Linked DNA regions of Arabidopsis thaliana: region 2 is linked to region 1. The links are chromatin contacts, called in public capture Hi-C maps. All regions are on one chromosome and are shown on one strand. The core of a region is the stretch at or near the end of the contact, and the rest is flanking DNA. Distances in the headings are between cores, read along the strand shown. Region 1 holds the start of ARAD2 (Exostosin family protein). Region 2 holds the start of AT5G45060 (Disease resistance protein (TIR-NBS-LRR class) family).

The links. Capture Hi-C pulls out chosen DNA fragments and counts their contacts.
Region 2: a contact with region 1 is called in a capture Hi-C map of shoot, with 3 times the contacts expected there. The contact joins the promoter of AT5G45060 here to the promoter of ARAD2 in region 1. A contact is called at or near these places in 4 of 26 Hi-C or Micro-C datasets (root, seedling and vegetative nucleus) and 2 of 3 other capture datasets (root and shoot).

Annotation. Positions count from the first base shown.
Region 1 is chr5:18,139,256-18,144,351 of TAIR10.1, reverse strand. ARAD2 (Exostosin family protein) reads left to right here and starts at 2,193. Exons shown (of 5, transcript NM_180801.2): 1 at 2,193-2,984; 2 at 3,083-3,448; 3 at 3,538-3,803; 4 at 3,921-4,044; 5 at 4,931-5,096. The coding sequence starts at 2,208. The coding sequence ends at 3,726. It overlaps AT5G44920 (Toll-Interleukin-Resistance (TIR) domain family protein), which reads right to left. Exons shown (of 2, transcript NM_180800.2): 1 at 4,885-5,096; 2 at 4,162-4,622. The coding sequence ends at 4,358. It overlaps AT5G06665 (a long non-coding RNA gene), which reads left to right and starts at 3,921. Exons shown (of 2, transcript NR_142936.1): 1 at 3,921-4,044; 2 at 4,931-5,096. It also overlaps the pseudogene AT5G44925.
Region 2 is chr5:18,178,947-18,184,104 of TAIR10.1, reverse strand. It overlaps AT5G45060 (Disease resistance protein (TIR-NBS-LRR class) family), which reads right to left and starts at 2,067. Exons shown (of 6, transcript NM_001344584.1): 1 at 1,598-2,067; 2 at 178-1,363; 3 at 1-77. The coding sequence starts at 2,067. It overlaps TTR1 (Disease resistance protein (TIR-NBS-LRR class)), which reads left to right and starts at 2,132. Exons shown (of 7, transcript NM_180802.2): 1 at 2,132-2,649; 2 at 2,909-4,025; 3 at 4,109-4,408; 4 at 4,496-5,158. The coding sequence starts at 2,300.

The DNA of each region.
Region 1 (5,096 bases), core at 944-3,443:
AAACCGACTCTACACAGACAATGTCTCAACCGACCACCACCAATGTTATCCCGCTTCTACAACGACCGCCTCATATAGCTCCTCCTACTGCCTTGCCCTTGTGTCCGATCTTTCACTCTCCGCCGCACTCACCGTCGTCTCCTGCCTCTCCACCTTCAGAGCATGTGCCATTGACCGCCGCTTCATCATCGTCAAACGCCATTAACGACGACAATATTTCCTCCACAGGCCAAGTAAGTGTTTCTGGCCCAACTTCACAAAGCCCACATACTACACCTACAAACCAAAACACAAGCCCACTAAGCAAAAGCCCAAATCCAACCAATACAAATCAATCCCAAAATTCCACGCCTCCTACTTCGCCAACTACGTCCGTTCACCAACACTCACCTACTCCGTCACCACTACCACAAAATCCACCGCTTCCACCACCTCCACAAAACGACCACCCTATGCGTACTCGAGCCAAAAATCAAATCACAAAACCTAAAACCAAATTTAACCTCACCACATCTCTCACGTCTTCTAAACCGACAATACCGACGACAGTAGCACAAGCTCTCAAAGATCCAAATTGGAGAAATGCAATGTCAGAGGAGATCAATGCTCAAATGAAAAACCACACATGGGATTTGGTGTCACCGGAGGAAGCTAAACATGTTATTTCTTGTAAGTGGATTTTCACGCTTAAATATAACGTTGATGGCTCTATTGCAAGGTATAAGGCGCGACTTGTAGCTCGAGGCTTCAACCAACAGTATGGCATTGACTATTCGGAGACGTTTAGTCCGGTGATAAAGTCAACCACTATTCGTACTGTTCTAGAGGTGGCGGTTAAGCGAAATTGGAGTATTCATCAAGTCGATATCAACAATGCATTTCTTCAAGGAACTCTAAACGAAGAGGTGTATGTTTCGCAGCCCCCGGGATTTATAGATCGTGATCGGCCAAGTCATGTTTGCCGCCTCAATAAAGCTTTATACGGCCTCAAACAAGCTCCTCGGGCTTGGTATCAAGAACTACGACGATTTCTCCTACAAGCTGGTTTTGTCAATTCTCTAGCCGATGCCTCTCTATTTATCTATAATCGGCATAATACCTTCATGTATGTTCTTGTATATGTCGATGACATAATCATTGCAGGAGAAAACGCTCTTGTACAAGCCTTCAATGCCTCACTTGCCAGTCGGTTTTCTCTAAAGGATCTAGGGCCTCTCAGTTATTTCTTGGGGATCGAGGCCACTAGAACTTCACGCGGCTTACACCTAATGCAGCGAAAATATATAACCGACTTACTAAAGAAGCACAATATGCTTGATACAAAGCCCGTGTCCACACCGATGTCACCGACGCCAAAGCTCTCTCTTCTCTCCGGAACGGCTCTTGATGATGCAACGGAGTATCGCACCGTCCTTGGCAGCCTCCAATACCTTGCGTTTACACGCCCAGATATAGCTTTTGCGGTAAATCGCCTTTCTCAGTTCATGCATCGTCCAACCAATGAACATTGGCAAGCTGCAAAACGGATTCTTCGGTATCTCGCGGGAACAAAATCGCATGGGATCTTCCTCCGCTCCGATACGCCTCTAACAATACATGCCTTCTCGGATGCAGATTGGGGATGTGATCTGGATGCATATCTCTCAACCAATGCCTACATCGTTTATTTTGGTGGCAGTCCGGTATCATGGTCCTCAAAGAAACAACGAAGTGTCGCTCGCTCATCTACGGAGGCAGAATATCGAGCTGTTGCAAACACCGCCTCGGAACTACGTTGGCTCTGCTCTCTTCTTTTGGAAATGGGCATATCACAAACCACAGTCCCGGTCATTTACTGCGACAACATTGGCGCCACATATCTATGCGCGAACCCGGTGTTTCATTCTCGTATGAAACATGTGGCTCTTGATTATCACTTTGTCAGAGGTTACATTCAATCCGGAGCATTGCGAGTTTCTCATGTTTCGACTAAGGATCAGCTAGCTGACGCCTTAACCAAACCCTTACCACGTCCACGTTTTACGGAGCTCAATAGCAAGATTGGAGTTCAAGAATTACCTCCATCTTGAGGGGGTGTATAAGGAGTTGTATATATTAAGGATATAATTGTCATTAGTAGTTGTGTATACCCTAGACTAAGTACTATATATGTTGTAACACATTCATCATAATAAGACAATTCACTCTCTTATCACAGATTTTACAAGATGAACCCCAAAATCAGAAAACCCAATAATTCATCTTCGAAGAAGGTCACAGTTTCCGTTCTCTCTGTTTTCTTAGTGTTCGTCTTCGTTAATACTTTCTTCTACCCAAGTTTTTACTCTGACTCTGGCTCAATTCGACGCAATCTCGTTGATTCTCGAGAAAGTTTCCATTTTCCGGGAAATTTTCGTAAAACGAAGGTTTACATGTACGAATTGCCGACGAATTTTACTTACGGAGTTATCGAGCAACACGGCGGAGAAAAATCTGATGACGTCACCGGGTTGAAATATCCGGGTCATCAGCATATGCATGAGTGGTATCTTTACTCGGATCTTACCCGACCCGAAGTTAAACGAGTCGGGTCTCCGATTGTAAGGGTTTTTGACCCGGCTGAGGCGGATTTGTTTTACGTCTCTGCTTTCTCTTCGTTAAGCTTGATTGTGGATTCGGGTCGGCCCGGGTTTGGGTACAGTGATGAGGAGATGCAGGAGAGTTTGGTGAGTTGGTTAGAAAGTCAAGAATGGTGGAGGAGGAACAATGGGAGGGATCATGTGATTGTTGCCGGTGATCCAAATGCGTTGAAACGGGTCATGGATCGGGTTAAGAATGCGGTTTTGCTTGTGACGGATTTTGACCGGTTAAGAGCAGACCAAGGGTCGCTTGTGAAAGACGTAATCATACCTTATTCTCATAGGATTGATGCTTATGAAGGCGAGCTTGGAGTTAAGCAGAGGACCAACTTGTTGTTCTTCATGGGAAATCGATATCGCAAAGATGTAAGATTTATTGGTCTCCATTGTTCGTGATCTTGAATTTGGAAAAGGGTTTATTAACAATATATGTGCTTTGTTGTTTGTGTGTGTGTGTTTGATAGGGAGGCAAAGTCCGAGATTTGCTTTTCAAGCTGCTTGAGAAAGAAGAGGATGTTGTGATCAAACGCGGAACACAGTCAAGAGAGAATATGCGTGCGGTTAAACAAGGAATGCATACGTCTAAGTTTTGTCTACATCTAGCTGGTGATACTTCTTCTGCTTGCAGATTATTTGATGCCATTGCTAGTTTATGTGTCCCGGTGATTGTAAGCGATGGGATTGAGCTACCTTTTGAAGATGTCATAGATTACAGGAAGTTCTCTATATTCTTGAGGAGAGATGCCGCTTTGAAACCAGGGTTTGTGGTTAAGAAGCTGAGGAAAGTGAAACCAGGAAAGATTTTGAAGTACCAAAAGGTTATGAAAGAGGTAAGAAGAGTTTCTTCATTTGTCTTCTGAAAGTTTCTTTGGATTTTATGAAAACCAATTTGTGAAGTTTATGGACTTGGTTTGTGTAGGTTAGGCGATATTTTGACTATACACATCTAAATGGAAGTGTGAACGAGATCTGGAGACAAGTTACTAAGAAGATACCGCTAATCAAACTGATGATTAATCGGGAGAAGCGCATGATCAAGAGAGATGGAAGTGACCCTCAATGTTCTTGTTTATGCTCAAACCAAACCGGGATCATCCATGGTGTCTAGTAAGGTTAAATGCCTAGCAAGCTCATGCTAAGCAACAAAATGTGATCATTATTAATGATGAATCAAAGACTGGAAAGGTAAAGAAATGTGATCATTTAGTCCTTATAAATTATAACTAGAACCATTCTTTGTTCTTCGTTTTTTCCCAAATACATGACTCAGTACGCCTTTCTAAGCCTTTTCTTTTTATATAGGAACAACAAGAGAAACCACATCACTCTCTAATTCCGGGTCAAGGGTTTGATCAAGAATGCGCGTTTCCTGGTGGGTTTTGACTTTGGGAGTGTTAAATATCAAGAGAGATTCAAGCAAAGAGAGGTACATTTTATCTTTTAATTTGCTAATACTCAAAGACCACCACACAAGTGATGAAATCAACCATTTACATTATTAGCTAACCAATGGAGAAGCAAAAGACTTTTAGGGCAATGAGAATTTCTAGTCATAGAGCCTACACAGAGAACAGAAACAGAGTAATACAAAGCACAAGTTTGTTCTTTAAAATAGTAACTGACAATTACAACACAATTATTAACAAAGAGACACACAAATGTACAAAGCAACCAAATGATCTTTAACACCCCATTTAAACAACACACAAACAAACAGCATAAAGTTGCACAAAAGCCACTTATGAAGGAGGTGGTGCTTTGTTCTGGTTATTTTTGTACCAAAACCACGACGCAAGAACAACTGCCAGAGTACCTATGAACCATTCAGGAGTCTGGAAAAACTTCTGATCAGGGAGATACTTAGGGGCAATGAAGAAACTAAAGATCAAGTTGATGGTTATAGCCAAGAAAGCAACTCCTATAGCTGACCAACTGTTGTCAGTTGGTATGTTTAGCTGTTTCTTAACCTCCTTAACAATATCCAAAACAAAATCGGTATCGTGTCTGCAAAAAAAAAAATTATAACATGAGTTAGAGAAAGAAGAAGATGATGCAAGTAGGTTTTTACTTTTTTTTGGTTATATCAATAATACAAGAATCATCAAGAAAACTCGAGCGGTCAAGTTTCGGCATATATCGCTCGGTCAAGTGGGTTGGTGCCTTGGTGGATTTGCGGAAAACTCCTTACCAAAGAGATCTACTAATCAAAGATCAGTCGGGCATAGATCCAAACATAATCAAGAATACATGTATTTTGAAGTATTACTTGTACTTTGAGTTTGACCGGGAAAACCCTATTCTTTTTGTCACAGATCTCAGGGCACGCTCCCAACCCTCGACCCTCTCAGGCTCCCCTGCATGGTTTTGCTTCAGTTGCTTAAAAGGAAGGGAAAACTCTCCATCAAGATTGCCTTCTCCATCGGGATTGGCTGCTCTTTTTACATCGTCCGATCTTACGTTATAGAAGATTGGAATCAC
Region 2 (5,158 bases), core at 818-3,317, 40 kb before region 1:
AAGTGTTCACGGTCTAAGCTTGTTTCAACCTTCACTTCAGACAAATCTAGGAAAATACCTCTAACATTTGCAGCTCCCTGTTAATAATATATAACAACAATAACAGAACAATATTAGCGAAGAGAAAAACAATGTGAGCTTTGATCAATAAAAATATAGAGGAACTTCTACTTTCACCATTGTTTTCTGCTGTACATTAATTATGTCTTGACGGACCCATAACCTTCGTTGTTTGCTACCACCTTGAGTGGATGCTTTAAGATCAAGTTCCCTAGAAAATCTATACAGTAGATCATGCATCTCCACACGGCCGTCACATGTATCAATCAAGAACTTATTCTTGAGAGCTTTTATTGCTTCAGCAGATCCAGGGTCAGACGAAACCAGTAAACTTTCTACATAATCCACATCCTGTGATCTGAAACAAGCTATGTCGAGAAATGCATCTTTCTGCGCCAAACTCAATTCATCATAACTTACTTGCACGACTTCTCCAATATAAGTGGTGGGACTTTGAGCAAGTATTATCAGTTTTGTTTCCCAATGCTTCATATTTTTCTCATAAAGCTCTCTACCCAATATTTTGAGAGCTAGTGGATGGCCTCTAGCATAATGCACAAACTCATCAGAAAGCTTCATGAAATCCACCTTTGGAGGAGTGGCTTGATCATAATGAAAGGCGTGATAGCGAAAAAGTTGTAAGCCGTCTCTGTGGTTTAATTGCCGAACCACATAAGTGTCATGAACGAGACCCTTCAATGAGGAGATATCGTTCGTTGCAATGATGATCCTGCTGCCATCTTTGATCCACTCATGTTTACTGTGAAGATCATATTTCCCAAGAAGAGCATATATTTGTTCCCTTCTACTAACATCATCAAGGACGACGAGAACTTTGCGTTCACGCAGTAGACCCTTATGAGTTTTGTATGGTTCTTCAATACTATCTAGTTGAGGATTATTCAACTCCGGTAGTAGCTTCTCTAAAAGCAAAGTAGGCAAGCACTCTAACCTGAAGTTATTTGACTTCCCACGGATTTGATCGATCAACGCATACCTCGAAAACTTGCCCTGCCAGGTCTTATAGAGCTCTTTCACCAGTGTGGTTTTGCCAATTCCAGGCATCCCAACAACTCCAATGACACGAGTTCCCTTGTATTTAACAAGATCCAACTTCTCTTCCAACTCCTTCAACCGTTGTTTGATTCCAAAAGTCTTATCCTTTTCACCTCCTACCGAACTTAGAGTGTCAATACTTTGTGATGGATCCACAGAGACCACCTTTTGGCTTCCCTCCAATGAAACTTTCTTCAACACTTTCTTAACCTCCTTAACGATTTCGTTGAGTATTTCACTCTCAGGACTACAATACAAATGAGAAAAATAAGATCAACATGACTTTCCTAGATTCCCATGAAAGGTTCCTAAACTTATCTAGCAACTCTAATACTAAAGGGTCAAGCTTTTGGTTAATTCACTCAAATGAGGAAAATAAGATCATGACCATGAAAGGTTCCTAAACTTATCTAACAATTGTAATCACTAAAGGTTCAAGCTTTTGGGTTAATACTCAAACCAATAGAGCAAAAGCAGCTACCTTTTATCGTGAACAGTGATACCAATTAAGCCAGGAATCCACTTCAAAGCTTGTTTCCACTCTTTCTTCTTAATCACATCACGTTCCTCAAGATCTCTAAAAGCATCACCGAACTGCCCTCTAACACCTCTAACAGTGGATGGATCTACCTTGTAGAAGATAGGAATAGCAACAAGTTTACCTTTCTCCACACAATCTTTTATCATCGCTAGCTCTCTCAAGCACCATGTTGATTCAGTGTACTTCCCGGAGAAGATAGCTAGAGCGATTTTGGAGTCATGTATCTTGGTTAAAAGTGTTTCTAAAGGTTCGCCTTTGTCTGCGTAGTTGTCGATGAAGACTTTTATGTTATCGTTTTCTAAAGCTTCTACTAGATGGCTTACGAATCCGAGTCGTAAATCTTCTCCACGGAAATTGATGAATACTTGATGTTGTGGTGGGAGACCGGTGGAGGAAGAGGAGGCCGCCATGGGAGACAAGGCAGACAATTTGCAAGTTGAATCATCTAATAAGTTTACTTTTCCAACTGTTGACGTTTTTAGCTAGGAATTGAGTGGTTCTCCTTCTCCCTCAACAACTGTTTGAGAATGGTTGACTTGAGAATGGAGTGCGACTACCATTGGCCAACTTCAGTGCTTAGGGACCACAATCGTTTTAGAGAGTTGGTTTCGGGTGCGACCCAGACGCACAGTTTCTAAAATAATGACCGAGAGTGAGCAAATCGTCTACATCAGCTGCATAGAGGAGGTACGATACTCCTTCGTCAGCCACCTCTCCAAAGCTCTCCAGCGAAAAGGTGTAAACGATGTCTTCATCGATAGCGATGATTCGCTTTCCAACGAGTCTCAATCAATGGTCGAGAGAGCTAGGGTTTCTGTTATGATTTTACCAGGAAACCGTACGGTATCTCTTGACAAGCTCGTGAAGGTTCTCGATTGCCAGAAGAACAAAGATCAAGTGGTGGTTCCGGTGTTGTACGGTGTCAGATCATCAGAGACCGAATGGCTTAGCGCGCTGGATTCGAAAGGATTCTCATCAGTACACCATTCCAGGTATTCATAAACTATCTTCTTCTGTGAAGCTATTCACAGTTATATATGAATCGCAGAGCAAGTGTCTTTCACTACCTTGTTTGTGTTGATCAGTGAATTCTTCCATTGAAGTTCATGTGTAGTCATGTTAATACCTAACAGAGTTAAAACTGAGATCATAAGCTCTAAATCTTAAAAAGTGCATTACAATTTCAGTTTCAAGTTTATGTGTAGTGTTTCTATGAAGTGCATTTCTTTTTCTTGAACAAATATGACGCAGGAAAGAATGTAGTGACTCCCAGCTTGTAAAAGAGACTGTTAGAGATGTGTATGAGAAGCTCTTTTATATGGAACGAATTGGAATATATTCGAAGCTGCTGGAGATTGAGAAAATGATTAACAAGCAACCGTTGGACATCCGTTGTGTTGGAATTTGGGGTATGCCTGGCATAGGCAAGACTACACTTGCTAAAGCAGTCTTTGACCAAATGTCTGGTGAGTTTGATGCTCATTGCTTTATTGAAGACTACACCAAAGCTATTCAAGAGAAGGGTGTTTATTGTTTGCTGGAGGAACAGTTTTTGAAAGAAAATGCTGGTGCTAGTGGTACCGTTACGAAATTGAGCTTGCTTAGGGATAGATTAAACAATAAGAGGGTTCTTGTTGTTCTTGATGATGTCCGCAGTCCTCTGGTTGTGGAGTCTTTTCTTGGAGGGTTTGACTGGTTTGGTCCCAAAAGTCTAATCATCATAACCTCCAAAGATAAATCGGTGTTTCGCCTTTGTCGAGTCAATCAAATATACGAGGTTCAGGGTTTAAATGAGAAAGAGGCTCTTCAACTCTTCTCTTTGTGTGCGTCTATAGACGATATGGCAGAGCAGAATCTCCACGAGGTGTCAATGAAAGTTATTAAATATGCTAATGGCCATCCATTAGCTCTCAATCTCTATGGCAGAGAACTGATGGGGAAGAAAAGACCACCAGAAATGGAGATAGCATTCCTCAAACTCAAGGAATGTCCTCCAGCTATTTTTGTTGATGCAATCAAGAGCTCGTATGACACACTCAATGACAGGGAAAAAAACATTTTTTTGGACATAGCTTGTTTCTTCCAGGGAGAAAATGTTGACTACGTGATGCAACTGCTTGAGGGTTGTGGTTTCTTTCCACATGTTGGAATTGATGTTCTTGTGGAGAAGAGTCTGGTGACTATTTCAGAAAACCGAGTGCGGATGCATAACTTGATCCAAGATGTTGGCCGACAAATAATAAATAGAGAAACAAGACAGACTAAGAGGCGCAGCAGACTGTGGGAACCTTGCAGCATCAAATATTTATTAGAAGATAAGGAACAAAACGAAAATGAAGAACAAAAAACAACTTTTGAACGTGCTCAGGTCTGTTATCATTTAATAGTTTTATATTGAACCTATTTTATGAGCCAACATCCTACTATAATCCACTTCCAATATTCTTTCAGGTCCCTGAAGAGATCGAAGGCATGTTTCTGGACACATCAAACTTAAGTTTTGATATTAAGCATGTTGCCTTTGATAATATGTTGAACCTTAGATTGTTCAAGATTTACAGTTCCAATCCTGAAGTCCATCATGTAAACAATTTCCTCAAAGGCTCTCTCAGTTCTCTTCCTAATGTGCTAAGACTCCTGCATTGGGAGAACTATCCTCTGCAGTTTCTGCCTCAAAATTTTGATCCTATACACCTTGTTGAAATCAACATGCCGTACAGCCAACTTAAGAAACTTTGGGGTGGAACCAAGGTAAGCAATCTCAAATATGCGTTTTTCGCCGTTATCTATACTCAAAGACAGATTTTGTAATTCTTTTTTTGACATTTTTTTTCGTAGGACCTGGAGATGTTGAAGACAATCAGGCTTTGTCATTCCCAACAACTAGTTGATATTGACGATCTTTTAAAAGCTCAAAATCTTGAGGTAGTTGATCTCCAAGGCTGTACAAGACTGCAGAGTTTCCCAGCCACCGGTCAATTGCTACATTTACGAGTTGTAAATCTCTCAGGTTGCACAGAGATCAAAAGTTTCCCAGAAATTCCCCCAAATATTGAGACACTGAATCTACAGGGGACTGGTATAATAGAATTACCACTTTCCATTGTTAAGCCAAACTACAGAGAGCTTTTGAATCTTCTAGCTGAAATCCCGGGTCTTTCAGGTGTCTCAAACCTTGAGCAAAGTGATCTCAAACCTTTAACAAGCCTGATGAAAATTAGCACATCTTACCAAAATCCTGGCAAGCTTAGTTGCTTGGAGCTGAATGATTGTTCTCGTTTGCGAAGTCTGCCAAACATGGTTAATTTAGAACTTCTCAAAGCCCTTGATCTTTCTGGTTGCTCAGAGCTCGAGACTATCCAGGGTTTCCCACGGAACCTGAAAGAGTTATATCTTGTTGGCACTGCAGTAAGACAAGTGCCACAACTTCCTCAAAGTCTAGAATTCTTTAATGCCCATGGTTGTGTCTCTCTCAAATCAATTCGTTTGGACTTCAAGAAG